2 separate regions of the Pan troglodytes genome follow, and region 2 is linked to region 1. The links are chromatin contacts, called in public Hi-C maps. All regions are on one chromosome and are shown on one strand. Each heading gives the region's core, a stretch centred on a gene start, on an enhancer-like site or on the middle of the called end of the contact. The rest is flanking DNA. Distances are from core to core; before and after follow the strand shown. Region 1 holds the start of SLC25A4 (solute carrier family 25 member 4). Region 2 has its middle 45 kb from the start of TLR3.

What was found. A called contact is a pair of places that touch in the nucleus more often than the background predicts.
Region 2: a contact with region 1 is called in a Hi-C map of stem cell-derived neural progenitor cells, with 3 times the contacts expected there. The contact joins the enhancer-like site here to the promoter of SLC25A4 in region 1. A contact is called at or near these places in 1 of 7 Hi-C or Micro-C datasets (stem cell-derived neural progenitor cells) and 1 of 1 datasets of contacts at active chromatin or transcription factors (stem cell-derived excitatory neurons).

The regions. Positions count from the first base shown.
Region 1 is chr3:186,781,703-186,786,920 of NHGRI_mPanTro3-v2.0_pri, forward strand. It overlaps SLC25A4 (solute carrier family 25 member 4), which reads left to right and starts at 3,063. Exons shown (of 4, transcript XM_517556.8): 1 at 3,063-3,341; 2 at 4,633-5,119. The coding sequence starts at 3,231.
Region 2 is chr3:187,671,895-187,677,112 of NHGRI_mPanTro3-v2.0_pri, forward strand. No RefSeq gene overlaps it. Among named protein-coding and RNA genes, the nearest start is that of TLR3, 45 kb to the right of the region's middle. Within about 2 kb of position 2,852, at least 17 of the 24 cell types and tissues checked have an H3K27ac peak or open chromatin away from gene starts, as enhancers often do. A contact at or near this core is called in stem cell-derived excitatory neurons and stem cell-derived neural progenitor cells, where this site is marked.

The DNA.
Region 1 (5,218 bases), core at 1,813-4,312:
TTAGAAAATATCCAAATCTCTGATTGGTAAAATTAAGTGTAACAAAGATGATAATACTTCCTGAATTCATATATTAATTAATATTTAATTTAGTTTAAATGTCTATTTAAAATCTTCTGGTGATGTTTAAACAATTGAACAACTTGATAGTAAAAATAAATGCAGACATATAAGCAGATAAAACTTTATTTTTTAAGTGATTGTAGAATCATATATCAGCCTATTTTTAAAAAATGAAGATCAAATAAAGATGTCATAGTGTGGATATTTCATAAATTAAAGCTATTATGAGAACTTAATATATGACAAACTAGACTTAGTAATATAAGACAAATAATGGAGAGAAGAAAATATCTGCTTAAGAATTAGTATTGGGATACCCAAGCATGATATGGAGAAAAGTGAAATTAGACCCATACCTCCATACAATATAAAACGTAGTGTTAGACATTTTAAAAATAGCTACTCAAAGTAGAAGAAAAAAACTGATATATGTACTAGAGTAAATAGACTGCTATATCTATAAAAGAGATACATTTACATCAGAACATGAAATAGATCATCATCATACCATAGATCTGTTCATAACACTAATAGAATGATATAATAAATATCAAAAGGAAAACAACAAAATGAAAAACATTCAACACATATTTATTGTCCCAAATATATAAAGAATTGTTGTTAATATAAATACTCTGCTTTCACTCCAGCAGTAGTCAAGGAAGATTAAAAGTTTATACAAAAGGGAAACCTTGTCAAACTGTCAAATTAAATTGAATCATATGGAATATATACAGCATCATAGTAATTAAGTAAATACAAACGAAAACTCATAAATAACTCACAAATAACCAACTCTCTATTTTTTTAAAGCCAGTGTTGGAGGACAGTGTGAGAGAAAGCCCATCTATATAACTGGTGGGTTGGTATTTCTGAAGAGCAATTTGTCAATATCTAGCAAAAGCTATAAAACTTTAAAAATCTTAAATCTATCCATTCCATTTGGGAAATATATGAGAAGAAAAAACTTAGAGGAGAAAATGAAGTTTGTGTAAGTTTCAATATAGCAGTATTAGTTTTCTTTTCTTTCTTTCTTTTCTTTTCTTTTCTTTTTTTTTTTTTTTTGAGTCAGAGTCTTTCTCTGTCGCCCAGGCTGAAGTGCAGTGGAGTGATCTCAGATCACCATGACCTCTGCCTCTTGGGGGTCTCGTGCCTGAGCCTCCTGAGCTGCTGGGATTCCAGGCACGAGCCATCACGCCAGGCTAATTTTTGTATTTTTAGTAGAGATGAGGTTTTGCCATGTTGGCCAGGCTGGTCTGGAACTCCTGACCTAGGTAATCTGCCAGCCTCAGCCTCCCAAAATGCTGGGATTACAGGTATGAGCCACCACACCCGGCCTATTTTTCATCATAAAAATAAGACACAATTCTAATGCACAACTAAAAGGAAAATGGAGGTATAAAAGCAAGTGCTCTATATTACAGGATGGGATACAGTACGCTATTATAATTAAAAAGGTTTACTGTGTGGATTATGCTGATCCATGGAAATCAGTAAGTGAAGTTTTGATAAAGTGGAGCAAGTGACGAATACTGAACTGTAAGGTCTTTGGAGATGGGCCATGTCTACTTATATTCAATCCACAGGGCTACACTTAGTTCTTGGTACACAGTACATGCTCAGCAAGAGTCTGTTGAATGAACACATACATGGTTTATCTGTTTGTCTCTTCCGAGTTCTTGACTTCTGTCTGCTCTGACCTCTGGCAACTTTCCACTAGTTTCTAGCTTTCATTCTGCTTACCTGGATTTCGGAACTCTAGCCTGCCCCACTCTTAGATAAACGCATGCCCTCTGTGGCCCTGGAACCTTAGTGACTTCTGCTATACCAAAGTCTCCAGGCCCAGGGTGACACGCAGCTGCAGCTCCATGAACCTCTAACATGATGTCAGCAAATATTAAAAAAAAAAGCTTATAAAAACAATGAATAAACTTTGTTAAAGGTACAAATGAAAATTAGCAAACATGGGAAGATAATTGAGTAAAGAGTTTAAAGTTAAAAACTAATTGCAGTCATTCTAGGGGAAGGAACAGTTGTATTTGAAAACCTGTATGGTTACATGAACTGCCTAAAAAACAAGCTAAGGAAAATTAAAGCTCAAATTTATATATTTTAAGAAATTAATTGCAATTAATTTCCTGGGATTAAATAGCATTTCCTCAACCCCAGCTGTCATTAAAAAGAGGCAAATACAGCCAAGGACTGGATCTTTTCTGGAAGGCTGACAGCACTGACCCTCAAGAAGGCACCGGCTGACAGAACATTCTGCCCTAATATGTGCTGAAATTCCGCTGAGAGCAGAGTGGTACATTAAACCCTTTAGGGGCTTACAAAAGAAGTGTCCTATGTTTTAGAGTCACAGAGTTTTGCAAAAACAAGTATGAATTCACCTAGTGGTCCCCTGCACCAGGTCTTTCCTGTGGGCACTGAGTGCCAGACACATCAATATGTAATAGCAGAATGAATGACTGAAAGAACGATTGAATGAAAAGAAATGAGAGGCAGCAGGTTGTCAGATTCTATGAGGCAATCACAGCATCAGGTGACCTTAGTATCTATTTGAGAGGACTGCCATTTATTCTCGGGAGCGCACGGCTCTAAAAAGGCCCATATCCAGGCAGTGAGCTCTGGTTGGGGGCGCCTTTAGATGCAAGCAGGAGGAAACAGCTCGAAATCCCTGGGCCTGAGCGCGGCCCGTGCAGGCCGGAGGGTCAAGAACTCTCCACCGGCGGCAGCGGCCGGGTGTCTGCCCCGGCTTCGCCCCGGCCTAAGGCTGCCTGTGCTATAAATACGCGGCCCACATGCCGCGGTGACACGGTGTTCCCTGGGCTCGGCGGGACAGATAACATGAATGTGCCCTTTAAACGTCCCAAGTTGCAGGGACAGCCCCCGGCCCAGCCTCGCTCCCGGAAGCGCCTTCGCCCCCGATGCCCTCTGCAGCTGGGAGGAGGGGGCGCCTCGCACCTGCCCAGCCAATGCGCGGCGCGAGCGCCGGCCGCGACCCGCCTCCTCTCGCGAGAGCCCGGCGGGGATATAAGGGGGAGCTGCGGGCCAGGCGGCGGCCCCTTAGCGTCGCGCGGGGTCGGGGACTGCGCGGCGGTGCCAGGCCGGGCGTGGGCGAGAGCACGAGCGGGCTGCCTGCGGGCTGAGAGCGTCGAGCTGTCACCATGGGTGATCACGCTTGGAGCTTCCTAAAGGACTTCCTGGCCGGGGGCGTCGCCGCTGCCGTCTCCAAGACCGCAGTCGCCCCCATCGAGAGGGTCAAACTGCTGCTGCAGGTGAGGACCGCGCGGTGCAAGAGGCGGGCGCGGGCGCGGGCGCGGGCGCGGGCGCGGCGGGCCGGGCGGGGCGCGCGATGCGGCGCGAGCTGCAGGGCGCGGGGCGCCAAGGAAAATCTGCGCCAGGCCACAGGCCCGGGCGCCCGCCCGCCCGCCTGCGGGGGAAGAAGGTGCCCTCTGCGTAGAGACAGGTCCAGCGTCAGTCGCAGATTCCTGGTGTCGGGTGGCGCCCGGCGTTCGGGTGTCTATATATGGAAACCCACCCGGAGCCGGTTTACGTGTGCCAGATCCTGCGCCCGTGACAGCACGGGCGTGCACTCAGGCCCGGAGGCACCTAGTGATTGCCAGTATTTTTGGCACCGTCTTATGCGCACGCACCTTTACAATAAAAACATCAAAATAATCATCACCCAAGAATTCCCTTATCGTATCTCATGCACAATGCTGTATGTAGGCTGACGCCTTCATCTTTATGTAACCTCTGTGAGACAGTTATTCTTCTCCATTTTACAGATGAAGCTGAGGTTTTGAAATATTAAGAAACAATTTTCGGAATAAACTTAGATCATCCTGTCTCCAAATCTTTTCCTCCCCTACCTGGTCTCTGAATGGTTTATCATCCTCTCGTGTTTTCCTCCACCTGCCCAAAAGGTCAGGGCCCCTCAATGAGGAAGAGCCCAATTTGGGAGTCAAAATTACTAACAACAAAACCCCCACAAATTGCTCACAACGGCAGCAAACCCTCAATAATTGATTACTTGGATTATCTGCTTGAAAACTTTGGAGGCCTAATGTTTAGTGGATTTATTCTCCTTCCTCTATTAGAGCATCTAGTAGAGAGCCTCATCTCCAGGGTGATCAGAGTGACACTGAGAAATTGTCATTTTTTGGCCATCATGTCTATTAAATCCAAAGCCCTTTGAAGCAGGGAGTGTTACTCATTTCTGTCCCCCAGTAAGCCCCTCATACAGTTCTCAAACCTAGGGAAAGTGAAATAAATAAATGGCTATAGCTTTATATAATTCAATCACCTTTTCAGTTTATTTGGGGCAACACCTTTTCCCTCAAATACCCTAATAATTGAAGCAACATTGGATTATTTTGGCTTGTTATCCAGTAACTAACATGGATAACAGTATCGATTTACACGTCCTCAATATCCGTTTGATTTCCTCATCCTTTTTTTCTTCAAAAAAAAAAAAAATCTAGGAAGTGCAAACCTTTTTTCTCCTGTCCTCTTCCCTTCTCTCTGCCCTGCCTGTCCTCTGTCACCCACCCTCCCCTCCACCAGGTCCAGCATGCCAGCAAACAGATCAGTGCTGAGAAGCAGTACAAAGGGATCATTGATTGTGTGGTGAGAATCCCTAAGGAGCAGGGCTTCCTCTCCTTCTGGAGGGGTAACCTGGCCAACGTGATCCGTTACTTCCCCACCCAAGCTCTCAACTTCGCCTTCAAGGACAAGTACAAGCAGCTCTTCTTAGGGGGTGTGGATCGGCATAAGCAGTTCTGGCGCTACTTTGCTGGTAACCTGGCGTCCGGTGGGGCCGCTGGGGCCACCTCCCTTTGCTTTGTCTACCCGCTGGACTTTGCTAGGACCAGGTTGGCTGCTGACGTGGGCAAGGGCGCCGCCCAGCGTGAGTTCCATGGTCTGGGCGACTGTATCATCAAGATCTTCAAGTCTGATGGCCTGAGGGGGCTCTACCAGGGTTTCAACGTCTCTGTCCAAGGCATCATTATCTATAGAGCTGCCTACTTCGGAGTCTATGATACTGCCAAGGGTGAGAGAGGGGCATCAGGGGAGAAGGAGGGTGGTGTGGAAAGAGGATCCTATGGGATCTATAACTCACAAAGGACCTGATATATATTGATCTTGTTTT
Region 2 (5,218 bases), core at 1,602-4,101, 890 kb after region 1:
ATCAATCCACTGAGACCACAGCATTGCAGTAGAGAAAGAGTTTAAGTGACACGAAGCCGGCCCACATGGGAGAACTGGAGCTATCATTCAAATTGGTCTCTCTGAAGGCTCAGAGGTTAGAGTCTTTATGACAATTTGGTGGGCGGGGGGTTAGGGAATGGGTGCTGCCGATTGGTTGGGGATGAAATCATAAGGTGCGGAAACAATCCCCGTGCTCTGAGTCAGCTGCTGGGTGGGGCCACAGGATCAGGTGAGTCAGGAGTCAGGAGTCCAGGTGGGGTCTGTCTGAAACACATCTCAAAAAACCCATCTTAGGTTCTACAGTAGTGATGTCATCCACAGGAGCAATTGAGAAGGTCTCAAATCTTGTGACCCCTGGCCATGTGACCCCTGAGTAGTTAGGGACTGTAGGAACAACACCTGTCTCTTAGCAGGTTCAGGCCCCTCCCATAATCCTAACCATGAGGTCTTTCATTGGTTCTAGAAAGGTGGTTCAGTTTTGGGAAGGGCTGTTATCATTTTTGTCTTAAGGTTAAACTATAAACTAAATTTTTCCCAAGGTTAGCTTGGCTTACATCCAGGAATGACCAAGGACAGCTTGGAGGTCGGAAGCAAGATGGAGTCACCTATGTCAGATTTCTCTCACTGTCATCATCTTTCCAAAAGCAGTTTCACCTCACTGCTCTTTCTCTTGCTCCCTCTCTTGCCTTGTGATACGCTGGCTCCCCCTGAGTCTTCCACCATGATTGGAAGCTTCCTAAGGCCTCACAAGAAGCAGATGCTGGCAACACACTTCCTACACAGCCTACAGAACTATAAGCCAAAGTAAACTTGTCTTTATAAATTATCTGGTCTCAGGTATCCCTTTATAGCAATGCAAAACAAACTAATACACCAGAGAAGCCTGAAAAACTGAATTCCCCACCACAATGGGAAGGGATGTCAGACACGCCTCGCTATGCCCCCTCCCTTTGGAGTTTAGGTACAACTGACCAGCATTAACATGAAAACAGAGATCATAACACTGACAAAACAGACTCCATGGCAATAAGATAACAAATTCCAACCTGACTCTGGTATAGCATCATATGACAGATAGCACTCTCTGAAGGAAATCAAGTGTATTTTACCTTAAAATATATTTCATTGACATATTTTGAAATGGCCCTTCAAAGCCATCTTTCATGGAGGAAGTTTGTAGAGAATCTTCATTCATGCAGCCTGGCCTTTCCCGATCTAGGAGAGATTAACTAAGAGTCTGACACCTGGCTGGGCATGGTGGCTTACGCCTGTAATCCCAGCACTTTGGGAGGCTGAGGCAGGCAGATTACAAGGTCAGGATATCAAGACCATCCTGGCTAACACAGTGAAATCCCGTCTCTACTAAAAATACAAAAAATTCGCTGGGCGTGGTGGTGGGCGCCTGTAGTTTCAGCTACTCGGGAGGCTGAGGCAGGAGAATGGCGTGAACCCGGGAGGCGGAGCTTGCGGTGAGCCGAGATCGCGCCACTGCACTCCAGCCTGGGCGACAGAGTGAGACTCTGTCTCAAAAAAAAAAAAAAACAGAGTCTGACACCTGTTAAGTTCTGAAAAGAGACATTCAGTATCTATTCTCTCTGAAGGCTGCTACCTGGAGGCTTCATCTACATAACAAGGACCTTGCCTTCCACAACTCCCCTTATGTGAATCCAAGCATTTCTTTCTACCAACTTCAAGCCTTTAGACAAAGCTTAACTGTTTCAAACAATTGCCAATCAGAAAATCTTTGAATCTACTTATGACTTATAAGCCCCCCACGTCTCACCTTTGAGATATCCCACCTTTCCAGGCAGAACCAATGTACACTGTACATGTACTGATTTATGTCTTTGTCTGTAACTTCTTTCTCCCTAAAATCTATACAACCAAGCCATAACCCGACCACCTCAGACAGCCTCTGTCAGGACCCCTTGAGACTGTTCTCTGAGTCATGGCCACTCCTATTGGTGCAGAATAAACCTCTTCAGCTGTTTTACAGAGTTTGGTTTTGCCAGTAACACTCACGCCTTGCACTTTGTCCACCTCGTCCTTGGGGTATCCTCACTCTAAACCACAGTGTTTAGTATATGGTTGGCACTTGATACATATTGCTGAATAAATGATCAGGCCCTTTAAGAACTGGGTAAGAACAAAACAAAAGCAAGACTGCCCTTTCTATGGAAAAATAAATACTTAGATGTCCAGACATGTTTATACTCAACTTCCTGAATTTCCCAAAAGGAAATGCGGGGAGGGGATGAGATGAGGTCTGCTCTAGTTAACTTGCTTGGAAGCAGCAATTTTGATCATGGAACTCTTAAAATGTATGTGACCTTCCAAAAAAAATAAAGAGGGGAAATAGTTCCAATGTTCCAAACTCCCTCTTTGGGTCTGAAACATGTGTCACTGGCAGGTCACCCTCCTGGGAGTGCACGTCTGAAACATGTGTCACTGGCAGGTCACCCTCCTAGGAGTGCACATCTGAGACATGTGTCACTGGCAGGTCACCCTCCTGGGAGTGCACGCCTGCACGAAGCCCATGTTTGGCTGTGCCTGGAGTGTCTCCATTAGCGCTGGCACATAGTGCTACAGCCTGCGCCAGCTGCTTTTCAAACAGATTCACTGGCAACAGAAAAGGAAAAAAAAAAATCCAAGGTCTTAGGGTACATTTTTTTCATTCTCTTTCTACAGCTAAAAGGAAGCTGGAAGCTTGAGAAGGATTCACAGTAGCTGAATAATAGCCAGAAAGGGAGATTAGCAAGGAGCATTGTGAGAGCTGGGAGATTTTTCTTGGGTTTAGCACGAGAAGAATGTAATGCTGTGTGTGTTTGACTTGCTCATTCTGTTGGTGTCCCCCCTCCCTTGGCTCCAGAGCCCCTGTACGCCTTCCCTCTTCCCTTGCCAGGAAGGGATTGACATGGGGTCAGTCATGAAGACGCTGTCTCCCAGCCCCACCCCAAAGGTCACAGCAGGAGGCTGCTGCAGGCTGCCTCTCAGGCTGCCAGTGGGAACAAAGATGAGGGCTGCTCAGCTCTTTTCTGGCTACCCAGGGAGAACAGTAAATCCCCTGGTGCCGCAGAGAGACCTGGACTTGGCGTGGAGACATGCTCCTTCCAAGTGACTAATTGTCAGATTTTCTTATTTCATAAGGCACGCCAGCAATGAACAAGCAAGCAAAGGGACAGCAAATTAAGAAAATTACTCTAATTTATTGGTAACAATCAGCTTTCATTTTCCTCTTTTCCATGGAACTTCTTCCTAATGACCTCCCCTCCTACAGCTGTGTCATTTGGATAAACTCACATCTCTCAGACATTTTTTAATGAAATTTGAGGCTATTCACGAAGGAGGAAGGGGAGGAAAAAGAGAACTCCTTATGCTCATCTCCCTTCATATTGTAGCTGGTTCATAATGAGCACAGTGTCTTTTGAGATGTACTTGAAGGCATATTTTTCCATTTCCCGTAAATCTTCATGCTCTGGGTGTCCCAGTCATTGAAGCTGTGGGTTGCAGTGCTCCAAGAGTAAAAGGGTTCAGGAAATGCGACCGCAAAATATACTGATTGCTTCAAATGGAGGGCACTGGAGGAGCAGCAATGCAGGGAGGGGCTTTCTCTGAATCTGCCTATCCACCTAAAAACCCAACTCTCCAACAGGAGCTCAATTGTCATGCATCTCCTCCCTGGGAATCTCATCAACCTGGGAGGATTATCCAGGAGAGACTTGGGGTCCACAGGACATCCAGGCAGACTCAGTCACAGGCATCACCCATTCACCTTTCCCCAGGTCATTCGCTCACCCCAGGCTTCCCGCACCTCCCCTCTTTCCCTGGGAAGAGGTTTGTGGGCTTCCAGACCACACTGGGTTTGGGCACTCACTTTTCTTCCCTGGGCTGCCCCTGTGCATATAATACATGTGTTTGCCTTTTCTCCCACTCATCTGCCTACTGTCTGCGTATTTCATAGACTCAGTTATCAAACCTTCAGAGAGCAGGGGGGTTGTCTTCCCTCCCCTACAAGGGAAAAGTGGCTTCCTGCTCTTCCAGTTTACAGGTATATGCTTGGACAGTCAAACCTGATTTTTGTTGCTGTCTGCAGCAAGACAGTAAGACCATAGGCTAGACTTTGGAGAGAGGATGAGAGCAAGGAAAAGTGAAAGAATAAGAGTGAGCAAAAGTGAGGAAGAGAGAGAGAAGAGAGAATTTTATGAATCTCTTAAGCATATGCGGAACTCAGCCTGGAGGTCTGTGATCACATGATTGGCCCAGGATGGGAGGTGGGCTGCCTTTGTGCCTGGAGGGCATGGCCAGGAGACCCCCGCTGCTGTAGAGCAGGAGGAGGATGCAATGGATGGGAGGGGAGCAAACTGTTGTTCTGTTCCCTTTGTGCTGAGAGATGGTGGAAAGAGGAGAGAGAGGCAATGTGGGCAACCAAGCATTGAGGAAACGGAGCACTTACTGAAGAAGAGATTTTAAATTAATAAATTCGGTTGAACAAAATCTTGATTCGCAGTCCTGCCCCATTCCTAACGCTGGCAGGTTCAGGCTCAGGAGTGAGATGTGATCACTTGTAGAGAAATTGAGAAGTCACGTGTGTTTAATCCATGAGACTGTGATGTGAGTGAGTTTGCTACCCAGCCACAGTTAAACTTAGCCAGCGTCTGCATGTTCTATTTTACTGATGGGATAGCACTGTAGGAGGCAAAAGGAGATTGTGAAATGACACCGAGATCATAGTGATAATCTTATCATCAACAAAAAGAGTCAAATGCTATAGAATGTTTGAAGAGAGTTATTCTGAGCCAAATATGAGTGACCATGGCCCCAGGAACTGTCTCCCGAGGTCCCGTGCCTAAGGTGGTCAGGCTGCAGCTCGGTTTTGTACATTTTAGGGACACATGAGACATCAATCAATACACGTAAGGTTCACGTTGGTTCAGTCCAGAAAGGCAGAACAACTCACATTGGCAGGGGCAGAAGAAGTGGATTTGAAGATTTTCTGATTGGCAGTTGGTTGAAAGAGTCCGGTTATTATCTAAAGAGCTGGAATCAGTAGAAAGGAGTGTCTGGGTTAAGACAAGGGGTTGTGGAGACCAAGCTTCTTCTTATCCAGACGAGGCCTCCAGGTGGCAGGCTTCAGAGAGAACAGATTGTAAATGTTTGTTACCAGACTTAAAAAGGTGCCAGACTTTAGTTAATTCTC